4 separate regions of the Mus musculus genome follow, and all the other regions are linked to region 1. The links are chromatin contacts, called in public Hi-C and HiChIP or PLAC-seq maps. All regions are on one chromosome and are shown on one strand. The core of a region is the stretch at or near the end of the contact, and the rest is flanking DNA. Distances in the headings are between cores, read along the strand shown. Region 1 overlaps Gm39833 (a long non-coding RNA gene). Region 2 overlaps Rbms1 (RNA binding motif, single stranded interacting protein 1). Region 3 overlaps Gm33436 (a long non-coding RNA gene). Region 4 overlaps Rbms1 (RNA binding motif, single stranded interacting protein 1).

What was found. A called contact is a pair of places that touch in the nucleus more often than the background predicts. HiChIP or PLAC-seq counts read pairs in DNA pulled down with a chosen protein or histone mark.
Region 2: a contact with region 1 is called in an H3K4me3 HiChIP or PLAC-seq map of bone marrow-derived macrophages, with 3 times the contacts expected there. The contact joins two enhancer-like sites. A contact is called at or near these places in 1 of 15 datasets of contacts at CTCF or cohesin (the NIH/3T3 cell line), 3 of 484 Hi-C or Micro-C datasets (the C2C12 cell line, bone marrow-derived macrophages and muscle stem cells) and 2 of 115 datasets of contacts at active chromatin or transcription factors (bone marrow-derived macrophages and heart atrium).
Region 3: a FOXA1 HiChIP or PLAC-seq map of pancreatic cancer cells shows a contact between it and region 1. The contact joins two enhancer-like sites. A contact is called at or near these places in 9 of 39 promoter capture datasets (the C10 cell line, embryonic stem cells, hematopoietic stem and progenitor cells and 5 more), 1 of 115 datasets of contacts at active chromatin or transcription factors (pancreatic cancer cells) and 2 of 9 other capture datasets (adipose tissue and embryonic stem cells).
Region 4: a contact with region 1 is called in a Hi-C map of bone marrow-derived macrophages, with 3 times the contacts expected there. The contact joins two enhancer-like sites. A contact is called at or near these places in 9 of 484 Hi-C or Micro-C datasets (bone marrow-derived macrophages, embryonic fibroblasts, muscle stem cells and 3 more), 3 of 115 datasets of contacts at active chromatin or transcription factors (bone marrow-derived macrophages, fibro-adipogenic progenitors and pancreatic cancer cells) and 1 of 9 other capture datasets (embryonic stem cells).

The regions. Positions count from the first base shown.
Region 1 is chr2:61,137,250-61,140,820 of GRCm38.p6, forward strand. The region is part of intron 2 of Gm39833 (a long non-coding RNA gene); the gene reads left to right. Among named protein-coding and RNA genes, the nearest start is that of Gm39833, 11 kb to the left of the region's middle. Within about 2 kb of position 1,857, at least 164 of the 459 cell types and tissues checked have an H3K27ac peak or open chromatin away from gene starts, as enhancers often do. A contact at or near this core is called in the C2C12 cell line, the NIH/3T3 cell line, adipose tissue and 6 more, where this site is marked.
Region 2 is chr2:60,862,716-60,866,109 of GRCm38.p6, forward strand. The region is part of intron 1 of Rbms1 (RNA binding motif, single stranded interacting protein 1); the gene reads right to left. Among named protein-coding and RNA genes, the nearest start is that of Rbms1, 17 kb to the right of the region's middle. Within about 2 kb of position 1,341, at least 89 of the 459 cell types and tissues checked have an H3K27ac peak or open chromatin away from gene starts, as enhancers often do. A contact at or near this core is called in the C2C12 cell line, the NIH/3T3 cell line, bone marrow-derived macrophages and 1 more, where this site is marked.
Region 3 is chr2:60,698,824-60,702,311 of GRCm38.p6, forward strand. All of the region lies in intron 2 of Gm33436 (a long non-coding RNA gene), which reads left to right. It also overlaps a transcript of Itgb6 not described here. Among named protein-coding and RNA genes, the nearest start is that of Gm33436, 8.0 kb to the left of the region's middle. Within about 2 kb of position 1,433, at least 71 of the 459 cell types and tissues checked have an H3K27ac peak or open chromatin away from gene starts, as enhancers often do. A contact at or near this core is called in adipose tissue and pancreatic cancer cells, where this site is marked.
Region 4 is chr2:60,809,543-60,813,010 of GRCm38.p6, forward strand. All of the region lies in intron 2 of Rbms1 (RNA binding motif, single stranded interacting protein 1), which reads right to left. Among named protein-coding and RNA genes, the nearest start is that of Rbms1, 70 kb to the right of the region's middle. Within about 2 kb of position 1,284, at least 192 of the 459 cell types and tissues checked have an H3K27ac peak or open chromatin away from gene starts, as enhancers often do. A contact at or near this core is called in bone marrow-derived macrophages, embryonic fibroblasts, pancreatic cancer cells and 2 more, where this site is marked.

The DNA of each region.
Region 1 (3,571 bases), core at 607-3,106:
AAAAAAAAAAAAAAAAAAAAAAAAAAAAGTCAAGAAGGCATGTCTACACAATAGAATAATAGAATACTACACAAAACCCTGTAAGTGTGGTGAGGTGGTGAGTGATCAGACACATAGGATGTGGGGGTGTGGGGGGGGGAGAGGGAGGGAGAGAGGGAGGAAGGGAAGCAGAGAAGGAGATAAGGAGATAAGAAGGAGGGAATGCAGGGTAGAGGGGGGAAGGGAAGGGAAGGGAAGACTCAGAGGCGGCTCTGGAGTCTGAGATTGTCACACAGATTGTCACACAGACAGACAGAATGATAGCAACGTTGGCAGAAATGAGGAAGCCATGAGGACTCTCTGGTTTAGAGGAGAAAGCTTTTCTATGAATCTTAAATACTGGTGTTGGAGCCTAGCATTGAATATCAAGTAAAAATGTTAGAAAGGAAGTCAAATACTAAATACAGCTTCCACTTCCCCTTCTGCTAGTCTTTCCTCAAATACATGGTCAGCTTGTATAACTACGGGTGGGTTTTAGTGCTTGCTTTTCATAACATTTGAGTAAGTAGGTCAGTACTACCTACTTTGTAGATAAGAATCTCTTCTGCAGCCCCTGAAACCAACCCTCCACTTATTGCCTTATGGGAACATTTGACTTCCTAAGGATCCTATCACTATAGATATTGTCCCCAATCCCCTCTTCCTTTGGCTTCCCTACTGTTGCCTATAACCAAGGCTATCAGCCAGCTTTCTTTCCTTACACTGAAGCTTCATTTCCCTATTTATTCCTCCAGTCTCTCTGATGGCATTTAAAAATTATCCAGGTCTGATTCCTCTTCTCTTCTCTTCTCTTCTCTTCTCTTCTCTTCTCTTCTCTTCTCTTCTCTTCTCTTTCTTCTCTTCTCTTCTCTTCTCTTCTCTTCTCTTCTCTTCTCTTCTCTTCTCTTCTCCCCTCCCCTCCCCTCCCCTCCCCTCCCCTCCTTCTCTCTTTTCCTCTCCCCTCCCCTCCCCTTCCCCCACCCCCTCTCTCCTCTTTGTTACTGGGATGCTCTGTATATAACTAACTGTATGATACTTACAGTAAGTCTAAGGGAAGGTTGACCTTTTTTTATTACACACACACACACACACACGATAGCCTTCCTAGGAAACTGAGAAATGATATTTTAGCATCTCAGGAAAAAAAAAAGCCTCATCTAGAACCCCACAGGATAAACCCAACCACCAGATGCATGCCATCTATACCAAACACTGAGGACTTTTCTGCTGAATGTCGCAGTCCTTGTTGCTTCCTGATGCCCCATAGATGGTTGCTCTCCCTTTCCTTGCCTATATTCCAGTCTGCATCTCGTGGCCCTTGTGACTCCTATGCCTTCTAATGTAGACCATCTAAAAGAAAGAAAAACATGCCAGTACCCAGTGAATCCGGGTAAGGAGATGTTAACTTGGTCTGAGGGTGCTGTATCATTCCAGTGGATGACTTTTGGAGTTGTTTTCTTCTGGGGGCCTCCTGGTGCACATCCCCCTCCTGTTCCCTCTGGACAGCTGATTGTGCCCTGAGTGCTCTTGCTTCCCCGTTCTGGTTCCCTGTGTGCTTCTGCTTGCCAGAGTGTTCCTTTTATCCCCTTTGGTTTAATTGCCATGCAAAACCCTCTGTTGAGCTTTTAATTAGCAAGTTATCCCAGTCTGAAAACTGGAAACCCTGGGCTCTTTCGGCATATATTAAACAAGCTAAAATATGAAATTAAAGAAAACAGAGTTTTAGCCAACAGAAACAAGTGACTCATTTCCTTGTGAAAACACACTGGGTTTATGTTACTCTGGCAACAGGATTCCGGAATAGCGTCCTCCTCTCCCCCGTTTGGAGACTTTATGTGTTTCTGCTACAGTCAGTGTTCCACGGTGACCTAATGTTGAACCAAGTCTCTGGGTGAGTCACGAGGCGCAAGAGCAGTGGATTTTCTTTGAGATAGCGCATGCCCTGTCCCTTTGACCAAAGGAAGGAAAGTTTACTTTGTACAAGTGTAAAAGGATCCTAGGAACTCTCGGCCAGGGCTGCTCTGGGACAGAAGTGTGGTCCTGCTGTTACTCTCAAAACACCACCATCCCTTCTAATGTGTTTGAATTCCAAGTGCCTGTTGTTCTAAAGACAGCTGATTAAATCATAACGTACAACCTGTGTGCGCACCACATGGGGAAATGAAGATTTAGAGATTCACTGCACAAGACTCCAGATGTTTCTCGGGATTCACATCATGGGCGGGAACTTCCCGGTGCTTAGGGTCAAAATTTCGACCTACACCACTCCAAATCTCTACAGCAAAAATGTGCTGTGCAAAGCGGCTGCAGTAGCTCTCCTCGGCGAGTTTTTCGGTGCTCCGAGGCTCTTGAGAGGAAGTGAAGAGCGTCTTCAATTTATCAAGCTCTCGCTGCTTGGGATTTTAAGTTTCCAGAAGTTTTGTGAACAGCTTTAGGCATTGGCTGGATAGTCAGGAAAGTGTAACCATTAGGATGAGCTAAGAGTATGTGAAGAGTTTTAGTTTCCCCCCAGTTGCTACCAACTGTCTGCAAAGGAGAAGTCCAGCTTTTCTCAGTTCTGTTTCCCTCCCCATAAACTGTCTTCCCAGTTCTCCTGGATTTGTGGAGAAGGAACACAGTAAACAAACTAGGATTAGACTGGACATTGGGAGAGCATGGGGAGGGATGATTTAGTGACAATGTATACTGCATATCTTATTCCTATATGATGTCAATTTATGAAAAGAAATGCCGGGGAAGAAAGCTGCATAGGTAGCAGAAGACAGCCTAGTTGGCCATCACTGGGAAGAGAGGCCTCTTGGTTTTGCAAACATTATATGCCTCAGTACAGGGGAATGCCAGGGCCAAGAAGCAGGAGTGAGTGGGTGAGGGTATAGGGAACTTTCGGGATAGCATTTGAAATGTATATAAAGAAAATATCAAATAAATAAATAAATAAATAAATAAATAAATAAAATATGCTATGCTATGCTCTGCATGAGCTTTATAGTCAAATCAGGGAAATGTAAATTGTAATGATGAAGAAATAAAAACTATTGCTCAAAGGGAAAAACAAAAGAAATATTAGAGAAAGAATTCAAGTTGAGATAGAGGAGGTTGATTATTTTGGTTTTTTGTTCTGCCTTTTCTTTGAAACTTAGGAAGAAAGCTCCAGTGATATTTATTATATATAATAGAAACAGATGGTAGGGAGACAAAGAAGACGGTTGTTTTTTTCAAGACAGGGTTTCTCTGTGTAGCTCTGGCTGACCTGGAACCTGCTCTGTAGAGGAGGCTGGCCTCAAACTCAGAGACTGGCCTGCCTCTGCCTCCAGAGTACAGGGATTAAAGGTGTACGCCATCACGACCTGGCAATGCAGAAGGTTTTAAGGAGAGCTGGAGGCTCACATCCTCATTGTTAGAATAGAAGTAGAAGCAAAGGACTTCACCTCCAAAACTACACCTGTCTGCCGAGACTATGTCATCTAAACCATGATGCTGCTCTAACAATGAGCTGATGAAGCCATGACATTGTAAAACAACGCCAGATGTTGTTGTTAGTGATAGCAGATGC
Region 2 (3,394 bases), core at 91-2,590, 280 kb before region 1:
AATGACATGTCCTAGGCGGAAGATAATTCTCCTTAAAAGGGACGGGGTTCTGGCACTCCCTCTCTTCGTCTCTTCTCTCTTCGTCTCTTTCTCTTCGTCTTTTCCTCTGCTCTCTTCCTCTGCTCTCTGCCTCTCTCCCTCTCTGCCCCTCTCTCTGCGTCTCTCTCTGCGTCTCTCTCTCTTTTCCTCTCTGCTTCTCTCTGCCGCACTCTTCCTCTCTTGCTCCTGAGTAAGCAATAAAGCTTTGCCGCAGAAGATTCTGGTTTGTTGCATCTTTCCTGGCCAGTTGCGAACGTGCGTAAGAGTGGACTCTGGAAGCAGACTGCTGGAGTTCAGATGTCACCATGACCACATTCTGTTTGCCCTTGGCAAACTAACTTTTCTCTTAGTCTTGATGTGTGTAACATGAAGCCTGGGTCACTGATTCCATTCCAACTCAAGGTCCATCAAGACATTGTGTAAGTACAGACAACAGAGCCTCAGGAAGATGTCAAGCTAGTAGGAAGTGCTCTGCCAGTATAGTCTGTGCCAAGCCCATCTTTCCCAGGCCTCTCTCTAAATATGCCACAGCCAGTTCTAATATTAAAAGTGACCTATACACAGTGCTGGTCCAGTCTCCCACCTCCTACTCTCAAGCTCCTTTGCACAAGCACATTAAAAACAGAGTGGAACAAATCACACTGAGTTCAAGTGGCAAAATATGAGAGGCGGGTGGGGGTGGGGTGGGATGGGGCGTGGCTCCCTAGGAAAGGCTATCCTCAAAACCACTAGACTGCCTGGACCTTCTCATTGGTTAGTCCAATGACCTGTAAGTCCTAAGTACACATGCATTGGCTAGAGCCTCTCTAAAATCCTGGAATTCCAGCACATACCTTCTAATACCTGAAGTGGAGACTAGCATGGGTGGAGGGGTATTAGACACGGGCATGGGCTCCATTAGGGTTGCTCTGTCTGTGCTCTTCTCAAGCTTGAAGGCCAATAGTACAAAAGGCCAGAAATTTACATCTTCCACTACCACTAAGGATATTTTCCCTCTACCCAGTGTACTGTGTGATCGACCTTTGCTGGCAAGAAGGTAAGAACTTAAAATGGCGCGACCAGTCCTAAAACTCCATTAAAATGAAAAAGGAGAGGAAAAAAAAAAGAGGGGTGAGTAAGATCTGGGTAAGCCTCTACAGTTTAGTAAAAGCTTTGAATCACTAATTTTCCCCCTAAAATACTCAGTAATGCATTTACTGTAAAGTTAAGTGAACAGATGCTGAGTGTCTGGGGATGGTGGGAGGAGCTGCACACCATGGCCTCCTGGCCTCTTGCCTAGACTGCCAACCTGCCTGTTGACAGTGGAGTGAAGCTGCACTGGATCTGCTGCCAAAGAAGCAGCCCTGCCTAGGGTGACAGCAGAGAGGATGAGGAGAAAGGGCAGCAGAGGAGGAAAATGCCAATTCATTGCCATCCCTGTACACGGTCTCTGCGATGCTTTGGAATCTCTGCTTCTTGCTCTATCTTTCCCACAAGACTCCTGGATCCCAACACACACACACACACACACACACACACACTAGGGAATTACGTAAAAATGTACAGGGCAAAATAAGGTGTCGAGAAAGAAAACAAGGAAACAGAAGTCATTCCCCATCCTGGGTCTCTGAGTTTCAGCTGGGTCCTGGAATCACAGTGGCCCTGAAGCTTCTGCCGGCTCAGCACCAATGCAGACTCTCCCGAAGCCCTTTCCTGCAGACACTCACTCGCAGGTCTCTAGGAGATGAGTTTAGCTCTGCCAGGGCTCAGGCTAATGAGGGTTCCAAGGAACTTTCTTACATCAGCTTTAAGTGAAGAGTCCCTGTTTTTCTTTAGAGTCAATTCTGACTCACTTGCTCAGGAACCTGTCATTCTCCACCACACATATATGTTTCCTGTCTCTGTTACCTCTAGGCTTATAGATTACTAGTGTGTGACAGTGCATTTTTCTACCACTGAGAAGACACAGTAAACCCTATGAGGAGCTCCTCAGATTTCTACAAGTTTCTAAATCACCCACAGAGCCCTGGATGTCCCCATCATGTTGGGAATACATAACACAGAGACAATTGTTTTCATGTTTGAGATTTTGATTATGACCAGCCACACTTAAGAAATAGTAAAAGAGGAGAGAGCAGAGCTGAGTGCAGACTGCCCCTGAAATTCAGAGGTCCTGGTGTTATGCCTGGTCCTGTCCACGGTCCCTAAGATGCATTTGCATACTTGGGGTACTTTGGGCTCTGTGTCTATGTCCTTTACAAAGCAGCTACCACTGTCCCTAATTCCCCACAGACTCTGCCTCCTGACTCTCTTCAGATGACACTTGAGAGACAACAGGAAAAGGCTTCTCCTGTCCTAAAACTTCACCCTCCCTGGACACACCCTCCAGATCCTGAGCCAAGCTGAGCTGAGCATTTTCTATTTCCTTGCTCTGACATCGTTCAGACCTGAGAGTTTCCACAGCTTCCCCCGAACTGGCATGCCACGAGTTCAATGTCCAATTCTCTAGGTTACAACTCTACGTGCTTCCCTAGGTCAAAACAAACAAAACCGGCTCCCTTGAAAAATCCAGTGACCTCATTTTGGGCAGAAAGTGCAGAGCACCTAAGGTGTATTTCCTGACACTTAGTGCTGCCAAACAGGGACAGACAGAAGCTTGCTGAGACAGTGACTACTAAGTATGCCTAACTTCACATGTTGGGTGCGGTTTTTGAAAACTGGGCCTGACTAAATTCCTGTTTTAAATACAGTAAAGAAAAAAAATTTTTTTGAAAGAAACTGAATAGAATCAGCAAATATTGTGCCCTTAAAATATGCACAAATCACACAAACCCAATGCTCATGGAGAGACGCCACGGCGCATATACATTTAGCAATCTGACTTGTACGAAGACACACACCCAATCAAAAGGTGAAGGAACAATTCAAGCAATCATAACACACAAGAAAGAGCCCTTTGTTCAAAGAAAGGACTAATTTAACTGATTTCCTTACAAATTAATGCCATCTGAGATTTGTTCTTTATTAACCAATCAGGAAAAAATAATTTTTTTTAAGTGAAGGCTAACAAAAGTGAAACACCTGTTTGTTAATGAAGCAGACACACAAGTTCCCGTTTAAGTATTCAAAAAGTTACATTGTAACACCTCTTTACATTCTAACACAGTAACTTTCAAATGAAAATTACAAATGGGCAAGAATCTCTTCCAACAATCTTCCCTACTAATGGTAGGAGTCATTTTCACTCCCCCACAAACAACCTGACTTCTCCAACACGGTGGCCCAGGAATCCCCTTTGCAGATAAAGACAGTGAATGCCTGGGTTTTTCCACTCTGCCCACACTACCACTCAGGTGTGGTGGATGAAAACCACATC
Region 3 (3,488 bases), core at 183-2,682, 440 kb before region 1:
CCATCTAATAGCCCACTGACCAATAAGATGCTTAGTGAGGTAAGTGTGGCAGCTATGCCAATCATTCCAGCACTCAGGAGACCGAGATGGGGGATTGCTGTGAGTTTGAGGCCAGCTTAGGTTACATAGTGAGTTCCAGGCTAGCCTGAGCTACATTTAGTTCTAGACCAGCCTAGGCCACAATGGTATATATAATTTCCATGGAGTTTTTTTTTCCTAGACAATATCTAAATAGGAAGAGATAAATGGTAAACAAATTAATCAATAAGAAAATTAATAGTAAAATATTTGCAGACAATTGATTTGGGGTGATATAATAAGGGGTATCTAGATGAGTCCTTCAAGCAGAATGCCAGGTAAGACATCCTTGAGTAAGTGATAAAATTAGATTGAAGGAGATCCAACCAGGCAAAGATCAGAGGAAAGAGAATTGCAGAGAAAGGAGCATGGAGAGCAAGCAGTCTGGGAGCAGCTAGAGCGATGACAGAGGAGTCCCTGAGGATGGAGTCTAGGGAGGGGCAAGGCAGAACTCAGCTGCAGCTGAATGGAAGAAAGACAGCAACTAGTACAGGGTGGTCCTATCCATCCGGGAGAACACAGACAGCCTTGGGGTCTCCACAGGTCGGGCTGCCTGGACTTACTGATAGGTCACATGCCCTGGAGGAGAGAGAAGATTCCAGAATCTCTAGATGACAAGAATGGACCGCAGAAGCTCCTGCCTGCTCAGGTGCAGGTAGTCTGGACTAGGTGGTCACCAAGCTGCCTAGACAGTGGTCCATCCAACAGAAATGAGAGGATGCCCTCCCCACCCTCACTGCCAGATGAATCCTTCGGTTTCAAATATTTTAAATTACAGTCTTGAAGAGCAAAGGAGGCTCTTGCAAGCAGCCGAAGGAGGAGAGTGTAGTACACTCACATGGCCAAATGTTCTGTTTTTCCCCTGATGAACTATCAGTAGCAACAAGGGTGACAGCTGAGGGCGGAACTGGCTGGTGTGTGTGTGTGTGTGTGTGTGTGTGTGTGTGTGTGTGTGTGTGTGTGTATTCTGATAGCAGTCTCATATCAGAACAATTAAGTATAAACCTGAAGGCCTGCTCTCATGAAAACCTTCAATCCAGTCTCTAAGGGCCTCAAACTCAGACTTTCAAAGGGAGCCTTGCTTTGCCAACAGTCACCATTTCACTGTGTTTGCTAATTTCCCAACTCCATGAAAACCTCCAAAAGGGTGAAGATGGAGAACAGAACCTTATGGGAGCCCCAGGAACTTACAGATCCCTGAATGTCATCATGACGTTATCTCTAAAGTCCACACTGTCCCTTAGGGGCTTTTATTGACAAACTGCAGAGAAGTGACTCAAGTCTATGTCATGATCATCTTTCCCAGAACTGGGAGTTCCTCTGGCCTGCCAGACACAGGAGCATTTTTTTCCTTCTCCTCAGCCTTACTCACACATGGTGGCTCATCGCTTTGAGGGCATGGAGAGTTTCCTCATGGCCCCTGTACATTCTGTGCTGCTTTGCTGAGTGAGGAGAGGTGCACACGGCTGCATCACTGTTTTCAATTTCATTTTTCAGTTTCACCTGGGGCCAAAGTTTTCGGTATCCATATAGTTTGATTGCTTTCTGATTCACTGTGATCATATGCTTTGCAGGATAATTCATTCTTTTGCTCGAAGATATTAATAACACACAGTGTTAGTACTCTTAAGCAGACATGTAAAAGAAAAAAATTGAAACTCAGGAAGACTGAGTAACTCACATTCGAGGTCTAAGAGATGTGGCCGAGACAGGAGAATTAGACAATTGGAGACCTTCAAACCATGGCAGAGCTTTGTGGCTTCGAAGAGAACTATGCAGTTTTTCAAACCCCCAAATTATTTAATTAAACAGGACTTAAATATCTATTATAAACCCAGCCTCATGACACAGAAATATATCCATGTATTTAGTCAATAAAATATTTTAAGTACAGTATTGTACAAAAAACACGTAGCCACAAGGGCCTTGTCTTTAAGAATCCTCTGGGTAGTTAGATAAAAAAACAGATCTCTGAAGTAGTTTGATGACAGTATGAGGTAGTGTGTGAGGTAATAGATGCTGGAGGTCAGAAGAGTTCCTGCCTGACATAGTCAACCTGACCTGAAAGGCCACAGGATATGACTGGGGAACACTCTAGAAAAAGGCACTTTGGAAACAGGAACAGTGTGCATCAAAGAACTGAGCCAGTAACCATTAAAGTGTTCATGCAGCCTATCAGGTTACTTGGTGAGAAGATTTGTCAGGGACCGGGAAAAATTGTAGACTAATTTTGTCACTTGCTGAGGTAGAAGCGATAATGTCTCATACTTTGTATATGTGTGGTTATGGAATCATAATCTTTATTGTTATTATTATCTGCATGAGTCAGGCTGGAGCTAGATCTCATTAAAGAGTCCCCAGGGAATACGAAGAGGAATCGAGGTACACACATGTCAAGTGAAGTATCATCATCAGTAGCTAAGGATTTTTACCCATAGTCTGGTGCATTGAACCTCCACTGAAAAGACTCGGTCTCAAGGATTAGCTTTTTATCTGAGACCCTAAAATGAACCTAAGGCCTTGTGTGCTGGTACACACCTTCTTTCTTCTCCTTCTCCTTCTCCTTCTCCTTCTCCTTCTCCTTCTCCTTCTCCTTCTCCTTCTCCTTCTCCTTCTCCTTCTCCTCTCCATCTTCTCCTCCTTCTTCTATTTATTTATTTAATATATATCAGTACACGATCTCTCAATTCAGACACACCAGAAGAGGCCATTGGATCCCATTACAGATGCTTGTAAGCTACCAAGTGGTTGCTGGGAATTGAACTGAGGTCCTCTGGAAGAGCAGTCAGTGCTCTTAACCACTGAGCCATCTCTCCAGCCCCTACAATAGCTTCTTAAGCTAGATACAGTTACTCCGAGTTTTAGAGGTGAGGAAGCAGACTGAGATGCCCTGAGCATAAACAACAGTGGTCGAAGGAATTGAGGCAAGATCGTGAGCCCAGTTCATCAGATTTACCCTTTAGCTGCCATTTAGCTGGGATGCCTAAGTGACAATAAAACAAGTTATTATATTTTAATAAAGCACAGAATTGGGACTCAATAAGGGTTGCTCTCTTCTGAACCCCACCAAGTGGTTGGGGGATTTCTAGGCAAAACTTTTAAGTTGATCAACCATTTCTTGCCCTTCTACTGTCTGTTCAGTATGCTGTTGCCATATGTAACCAACCATGGGGCCCATGAGAGGTGAAGAGTCTAAGGTGGAGATGTACGAGTATCAGCTGTGCATCGAATTTTAAAGGTTTAGTGTGACCACCTTTAAAAAAGGACATTATATATCCAAATCATTTTTAATTGGTCCAAATGAGATACAAGTACCTCATGTTTCTTTTTCCTTTCTTCTGGTCTGACTTCTAGAAAACGTTCACTTGCACATCTGGCTCAGGTTTGTGGTTTCTGTTATCTGCCCCTTA
Region 4 (3,468 bases), core at 34-2,533, 330 kb before region 1:
CCCTTTGTTTACGTCTGCACACACAGAGAGTCTCAACAGTCAGAAGAAAATCGTGGAGAAGTACCCACAGCCTGTGTTGATGAAGTGCTTCCTGTCTGAATAGAATTATTCTGAACACTGCCACTAACCTGGCTGTGGTTTCAATGTGAAATGCCCTCCTTGGGCTCTGTGTTTAAAGACTTGGACCCCAGCTGGTGGTGCTCTTACAGGAGGTTGAAGAACCTTCAGGGAGCAAAGGCCCTCTGGAGGAAGTGAGTCAGTAGGGTGACCTTTACATCCTGTAGTCTGGCCTACTTCATATCTACTCTCTGCTTCCTGGCCTGCTAGGCTGTCAGGGAGCAGCCTTCTGCTCCTGCCACTAGAGCTGAGAGCTGTTCTGCCATAACGCCATTCCTCCATGAGACTTGCATTCTCATAGCATGAGCCACAGCACTTGAAGGGAGTAAGCATCGCGTACCATGGTCTAGAGCCTTATCCTAGAGGAAGCCACAGATGAAGGCCTTGCAGGTACTGACCCGGGAGAGGAGACTGTAGGCAGGCCGTTTTCCATGGGAAGCAGTGGGGAATGTGTTGGCAGAGCTCTGAGGATGCGCTACGAGACTGCCTGGGTAAGGTTCTTTACAAACTGACTTAAGAGGGGTTACATGGTCACTGCAGGGCACCAGTGGTGACCAAAAAAGTAAGTGTAAGAAATTTCCCAAGAGCTAAATTTATTCTGTGATTCTGGCTTTTCATCCTTGAACGTTCACACCGGCCGGCCTCGGATTCTTTTCTAACATCACAAAAAAACTTTAACTCTACCTGAAAAACTATCCAAAAAGCCCTAGTTTTGTTTACCTTACTAATAGTTAAATAAAAAAAAAGTTAAAAAAAAATAAAAGCCTAAAACTATTCTGTGTTGGAGAGCAGGAGCTGGGCACTCTTGCTTTGCAAGTGGACCAAGAGTAATCAACAGGATTCATGTCAGTAACAACAAGGGTTATTTCTATAGATAACCAAGGGGAAAAGGAAGCTCAAAATAACTTTAAAAAAGCACACTTGATGGGATTTGTGTAATTCTTACCTTTAAATTAAAACAAAACAAAACAAAAAAACTCAGTAAAGTTCTGTAGAATAGTCTATGAACTGAGCAGACCATAAACAAAAGAATTCACATGTGAGAATCCAGGCAGCAGCCAGGAAGGCTTGACACTTCCCTGTCCCTGCAGGCCAGGCTGGGGTGGGTCAGCAATGGTGTCTCCACACACTTCCTGTCTCCACCCTGCTGAGGCAGCAGAGAGGCAGCTCCTTGGCTTCCTGCTTCCTTAGCTGCTTTGTTTAAACTTTATGCTTAAAAGACTGAGCCCAGCAAGACAGCTCAGTAGGTGAAGGAGGCTGGCCCTGCCTGCAGCCTGATGAAGAAGAGTATGATTCCTGGAACCCACAGAAGGGTGACAGGCAAGAATTGATCCCAAGAAGTTGTCTGCTGATGAGTCATGGTGTAAGTGTGTACACATTCCAACTCAATCACTCACACACACACACACACACACACACACACACACACACACACACACACACACAACTAGAGTGAAAGACAATTTAAATTAAAGTAAAATGTGTCTTAAATGTGAGAGAAGTATTTCATGGATCCTTAGAACCTGGAATGACTACTACTCAAAAGACATCCGAAATACTAGTGTTACAAGGAAATTTGAAAGCATGACACCATATGAATGGGGAATGACATCAATGAACACAGTAAGACTGTCACACAGGACAGCTATACAGACACTGTATGCACGCATATATATATATATATACGTATATATATATATATATATATATATATATACACACACACACACACACACACACACACACACACTAACAGTTATTTTCAAGTGTAAACTACTTGCCCTTTAAAGTTCAAGTGTGCCTTCTCTGGAGGGGACTGGCTACGAAACAATTCAGATGGAGGTGAAACTACTGTTTGTAGACCCAACCCCAGATACTGCTGGGTAATGGTGTAATTGAGAGTCAACTATGGTAGGTAGACTTTCGTTTTGAAAGTTGTGTCTGTGTGTATACATGTTTTTGTGTAGATATACATGTCTGTGTATACATGTTCGTGTGTGTGGATAAGTGTGCAGTGGAGGTTGGAGAACAACCTCGGTGTCACCTTCAGGAACATGTTCTTAGAGACAAGGTCACACACTGGCCTTGAACTCACCAATTAGGCTAGACTGGCTGACCACTGAGCTTCAGGGCTCCTCCTATACTTGTCTCTGAGGCAATGGCATTACAAGGGCATTGCTACATCCTTGCATCTTCACATATGTACTGGGGACCAAATTCAGGTCCTTAAGCTTGCAAGGCAAGCACTTGATTTCCCTAGCACCCCTGAGCCATCTCCACAGCCCCAAGGTGGGCTGGCTTTCTGCTCATTTGGATAATACAAATTACATATAATCTTCATTCTAATCATGATACCACAACTCTCTCCTATAAGGAATATGGCATTTGTCTTAGAACTGCAGTAGAATACAAAATACAGTCCTAGACAAAAATCAAGTATCTTCCTTACTACTTGGTGGTTGGGAGCTCAGCTTATCAAAACACTGCTTTCTTTCACCTGACCAGGCCCACCAGGCCAGCCTGAGACCTTCCAACAGGTCAGTGCCTGCTCCAAACCACATCCAAAAAGGTGATAATTGCCCCCCTTAACACCCAGGCAGGTCTACACTGGGCTCATTAATCGCTTCAAGTCCTGTGTGCTTCCTCTCAAAACACCTGGATTCAGAAAGAAGGCAGAGAACAGCCTTAAACCGCAGCTCAATGCCTAGAACCGACTCCCAACCCTCCTCAAACCCCGGGTTCGTCACAGAAGCAGCAGGGCAGGGTGACGAGAATAAGCATTTTCAGGTTCACTCAATGAAATATCAAACTTTCTCCTCCTAGTGGCTGGGCATAAAACACAAGACACCCTGAAGAACAGAAGAATCGGAAACAACTTTTGACAGGAACTCGGAAGGTATTAAGTGACAACCTAGGCTTTCGAAAACCAGCAAGCGCTTCAGAGAGATGAAGCTACAGGACTTTCCTGCCTGAACAGGAAAGAGAGCAGATGCGTGATTTGTCTGAAAGACGAACCTAGAGCCATGTGTCGTGTCCCAAGATGCCCACGCCTGTACATCATTCCATGATGATCAATTTGAGAACTCAATTCTAGGAACAGTTTGGTTTTTTTTTAAATGAGGACATACTGTGTTACTAACTGTAGAGTATCCATCTACAGTACCAGAGGGTTCTATTCTATTTCTCTGATACAACACTCTACAAGGGGTGCCACGACAGAACATTGATGAAACTGGTGGACAATGTGGGATTTGTATTTGTGCTGAATTTGTAAGGAATATGTGAGCATTTAGCGTTAAGAGTCAGGAAAAGCTATGCCAAGTGCTGCTGCGATGAGCTCTGAGTTAGCTC